Regions from separate parts of the Gossypium hirsutum genome. Here region 1 is linked to region 2. A link is a contact called in public Hi-C data. All regions are on one chromosome and are shown on one strand. The core of a region is the stretch at or near the end of the contact, and the rest is flanking DNA. Distances in the headings are between cores, read along the strand shown.

Region 1 (2,700 bases), core at 54-2,553, 140 kb before region 2:
TTGCGGTGCAGTAAAAGGCGACGATAATTGTTGTTATTACACAACCCATTAATAATTACAACCGCTGCTGTGTCGACCCGAGTTTGATCTCTACTGTGTCGGAATATCCGCTCTCCTCCTAAGAGTCTTCTTGTGTCCACCTCAGTGTTAGCCTTCGAAAAAAATGACATGTTCAAGATACTGGCTGCCTGGAAATAGAGAAAAAAATATGTTGATTACATCGGAAGTTCCCAGAGTTTTTCCGTATGATTATGACATCAATTTTATGTATAGTATATATAGGGCATTGTTTGCGAGTATCCAAAAAGCTTAAACTCTTGACCAGGTAACAACCATCACCAAACCCTTGGTTATATTCGAACCTGTGACCGCATCACAGTTGCCGACTAGGACCTCTACTTGGAATTCAACCTCTGATCGTATCAAGCACTGTCGCCCCTAAAACCTGATTTCCCCAAGATGTGTTTCTCAGGTGATGATCCTATCCCACCATGACTTTATGAAATGTATGTGTGTTGAGGCGCATTATCATATCCTTGACTCCTCAAAACTATCTAAGAACTTTTTTCGTTTCAGTCGAAAACCCTGAACACTTTCAAAATACCCTAATTTCTTACCCTAATAAAATAAAAACCCTAACTTAAAAAATAAAAAACCCCTAACTCTGGAGAGAGAAACGAAAAGCGCGTCCAGTTAGTGGCACTTTACTACCATTGGTGTAGAAAGAACACCTAGCTGGATGCACTTTCCGTTTCTCTCTCTTAAAACTGACCTAATTCTCTAAATAAAGTTAAAATCAATCTAAATACTTAATTAAAAAATAAAATCGGTCTATAGCCGTTATTTAACCTAGTTCTTTTTATTTGTGAAGAAATTATAACATATTTAAATTATTATAATAGTAATAATGTACAGTGGATAAGACTTGAATTTAGAATTTATATATTATAAATTAATAAATAGAGACAAAGTTTGTTTGAAATAAGGTCCGTGAACACTTGATTTCGTCATTGCATGAAAAACAGAGAAATGTATAACTAGTATTTTTAGAAAATGATGTGAATTTTATAAATACCAAGGAATCCAATTTTTAACTACCAAAATGAAAAAGTGAAAGTAAAACTTCATATACGTTTGATAAATAAAATTAATAATCTGGTCCAGGTTCATGCACACAGCCAAAGCTAAATTCTTAAATATTTATATTTATTTTGTCAGGGAAAAGAAAAGTGGAGCCACGCGCGTGAGAGGTAACGTGATGTTTATTTACAAAGGAGGAATGTACCCATTTACTAGCGAGTAGGCATACGCCACTAGGCCATCGAGCCAGCCAACCAAACAGAAACGAAACAGGAAACCTTTGTTTAATATATTTGGCGAAATTATAGAAAAATGAAAAAAGAATATCATCCAATCAGCGTTTGAAGTTTGAACCAGAAATCCGATTTTTCCCGGAAAAGCAAAGCAAAAGGAAACGAGGAGAATATTACGATTAGGCGACCAAATAAAACTGGGAATCTGGGATCGCTTTTTTTCTTTGGTTTCTTTCCCACAACTCGGATTCTGGAAAGAGAAGAAAAGGAGGAAAAAGAAGTTTATGAAAAGGAAAACAAATTATAGAGGGAGAGAGGAAAAAAGAGGTTAAAAAGCTTGATATCTTCAGCAATGGCGGTTCTTAGAGTTCAAAAGGTTTTGTGATCAGCGATTTTCTTTAGAGGTTATCAATGGAAATGCCCAGTCGAAGATCCAACTATTCTCTACTGAGTCAGTATCCTGACGACCAGTACTCCGTGTATTCGCTTTCGAGCGAAGCTACGAGTAATAAAGTCAGTAAAGTGAAATCAGAGAGAGGTTTATTCGATTGGGATCAGAATCAGAGTCAGAACCAGCAGCAAGCGAGTCGTATCGGCGGCGTAGGAGGAACGAATACTTATGCTTCATCAGTCGGTCATCAACGGCAATCGAGCGGGAGTAGCTTCGGTGAGAGCTCGTTATCGGGAGATTATTATGTGCCGAACCTTTCAACGACGGCGGCGAACGAGATTGATTCATTCGTGTACGGTCACAATGGGAGCTTTAGGCATGGGGATTTGAGAACGAAAATTGGCGGTTCCTCGTCGGGGAAAAGCTGGGCGCAGCAAACGGAGGAGAGTTATCAGTTGCAGTTGGCGTTGGCTTTGAGGCTTTCGTCGGAAGCTACCTGTGCTGATGATCCGAACTTTTTGGATCCGGTTCCGGATGATTCCGCAATCCGGTCGGCTAGTTCTAGCTCTGCGGAGACAGTTTCCCATCGGTTCTGGGTAAGAAAGTTTTCTTGGAAATTTATTTTATTTTTTGTTCGTTGACACTGAGCTTATACGCTCAATGCTCAGTAACACCAGGAGATTGAAGAAATATGTATAGGTGAATATAATAAGTGTTATAGGGAATGGAATTCGTTTTTAGATATTTAAAGATTTTTCGTGAGATAAACTGGATGATGAGCGTTTCTGAGCTTGAGTTGTGAACCCTGAATAGTGCATAGGATAGGATGTGAAAAGTTAGTCCGCTTTACCTCTATTTTTCAATTTGTTTAGGGTTAGTTCAATTTTGACTTTGGGGAGAGGATGATCTATTGTCATTTTGGAAAATATTTGTTGCTTACAATTTAGATAAAAAAAATGAACATTATAAGAAGGTGGAAGTTGCTTAGTTTCATGA
Region 2 (2,700 bases), core at 66-2,565:
TTTAATAATTTATTCAATCGAAACAATTAGATCAATTGAACCAGTGGATCTACCGACCCAATTCTAAAAACCTTGAGCTTCTTTGATGACATATTATAAGTAAAATTAATACTTTTTTTGTTTGAGTTTTGATGTCAATGTGAAAGAAGAGAGAACAAAGTTCTCATATTTTTTTAATCAATCTTGGATTTTGAAAATTCTAAATTTTAAAATGAATTTTAAAATCCAAAAATTAACTCTTGACTTGGATTTGCTTCGGTTCAAACCGAACTTTTTATTTATTATCCAAATAAAGAATTTGATTTTTTAAATTAGAATCCAATTTTTTTTACTTAAGTTATGGAGAAATAAATTAAATCCAAGCTATTATATCAATATGGTAAGTAGTCATTAGATATTAAAAAAATTATTAAATAAAATTATTAAAAAAAAATACATTTTGTAAGGCTAAGGTAAATATTTTATATATCATATTATAATTAGTAAATGATACATTTTATATCATATTAAGGTGCTAATGAGGCTCTAAGTCTTAAGTACATAAGTTCAAGATTCTTCATGCACAATTAAAATGTGTGAATTTTTGTATCCTATTATGAACTTTTATCATGTGTGTGTTTTAAATCAATGAATTAGTTTATAGTATGAATTATTCCATTTTTAGTCTATTTGTACTTTAATAATTTAATTCTACACAAAGTGGATGGTCGGAAATGAATTTTATTATACTTTTACTTTATTAGTTCTAGCATTAGTTTTAAATTCCTTTTGATAAATTAATAATTGATATTAAATTTATTTTTACGCTTAGTACAATATATAAAACAAATATAGGGATAAATATCAAAATCATATATGAACTATGGTTTAATGTGCAATTGTTTATATGAACTTTGATTTTGTGCAATTTTATACATGAAATTTAGATTTGATCCAATTATTGTAAAGTATTAACAAAATTATTGATATAACATCATTTTATGTTTATATATTGCATACATAAATAATTATATTGATCCAATATAAAAATAAATTGATGTATTTATTTCTTTAAATATATATAATTAAATTAAAATTAAAATTTCAAAAATACATTTGAATCATAATTAGAATTTCACATATTATATACAATTATACATTAAATAAAAATTTATATATAATTTAGTTACAAATAATTGTTGGGTCTGGGTTGATTTGTATTTATCCTTTACAGGGCCCAAAGATAAGCCGACCAAATAAGGCTATAAAATATAATATTTTCCGTTTTACATTTCCCGTTTGAAATCTTAGGCCCTCCCACTCACCTTCTGGACTGACCTTTGCATTATTGGACATCCACAATCTCCATATTTACAATTAGCCTCTTTTAACCTTCCTCCTTTCTTTATCTCCACCCAGCCTCTCCCTCTTCTTTCAAATTCTTCTTTCTGAAAATATTTTCTCTGCATTTTTTCTTTTTGATCGATATTCTTTGTTCCTTTACCTTTAGAAATTAGAATTAGAATTAGAATTAGAATTAGAATTAGAATTAGAATTAGAATCGTTTCTTTCTTTTTTCTTTTTCTTTTTCTCTCTCTTTTTTTATTTTTTTTATTTTTTTATATATGATAATCCATAGGGTTTTATTTTGTTCCCTTTCTTGTATAGGGTTTTGGATTTTTTAAAGTTTCGATTTAGGCTATTGTAATGTTGTAATTTTCCCCCTTTTGGTAAATTGATATGCTAATTTGACTGTAAATGAGAATAAGAGTGATTATCGATTTAGGAATTTAGGGTTTTCGATTTGCTTACATGGAGAATCCGCGTAGATCATTTGATAGATCAAGAGAACCTGGTTTGAAAAAACCACGGTTAACTGAAGACCTCACTCCGAACCCTAATATCCGGCATTTTTCTCAACGAACGAACCCAGTTGGTCCCGCCTCTGGTTTGAGATTCCGGTCCAATGATTCCGACACCAATGATTTGACCCGTGGCGACGGTGGAGCTTACGAGCCACAACCAGTGTCACATCAGCAGCAACACCACCAGCAGCAAGAGTTAGTTAGCCAGTATAAGACGGCGTTAGCTGAGCTCACTTTTAACTCGAAACCAATTATTACTAACTTGACAATAATCGCTGGCGAGAATGTTCATGCCGCCAAGGCCGTTGCTGCAACTGTCTGCGCTAATATTCTTGAGGTGAACTCAGTTTTAGCTGTGCCTTATGCATTAAAGCTTTCTCTTTCTTTTTGAATTTGAATTGTACAGGAAATTGAATTGCAAGTTCTATACTGTCGAAAAAACGAGGAAAAAGTATAATTTGGATTGTAAGTGTAAATTGGGATTAATGGATTCCTTTTAGTTTTGCTTTCATCAATGTCTGTCTCGATCTAGGCTTGTTAAAATGTTTTGCACAGTTATTTCAAGTATAAAATTGGGTGATGAGAGTACAATAATGTTGGTTAAGAGACAAATGCAGGAATGATATGTTGTGATATGACTTCCTAGTCTATGCGGTTCCGGTCTAAGGCCATGTTGCCTGCAAATGTCTTCTTTCATTGGATGTCTGTGCTATTTTTTCATGGATCTAATATGTTTCTGATCACCCCAGAATTTGTAAACAGCTGGCCAATGAATTATAGAGACTGTAAACATTACAGGCGTATGTTGAAATGGAATATAAAGAGAGTCCATATATTATGAAACTTATATCTAATG

Evidence for each region. Hi-C and Micro-C count contacts between places; a contact is called where the count stands out from the background.
Region 1: a contact with region 2 is called in a Hi-C map of leaf, with 2.6 times the contacts expected there. The contact joins the promoter of LOC107936638 here to the promoter of LOC107936636 in region 2. A contact is called at or near these places in 7 of 34 Hi-C or Micro-C datasets (callus and leaf).

What each region holds. Positions count from the first base shown.
Region 1 is chrA04:59,248,869-59,251,568 of Gossypium_hirsutum_v2.1, reverse strand. It overlaps LOC107936638 (serine/threonine-protein kinase CTR1), which reads left to right and starts at 1,303. Exons shown (of 16, transcript XR_005925506.1): 1 at 1,303-2,300.
Region 2 is chrA04:59,112,801-59,115,500 of Gossypium_hirsutum_v2.1, reverse strand. It overlaps LOC107936636 (polyadenylation and cleavage factor homolog 4), which reads left to right and starts at 1,315. Exons shown (of 10, transcript XR_005925659.1): 1 at 1,315-2,181.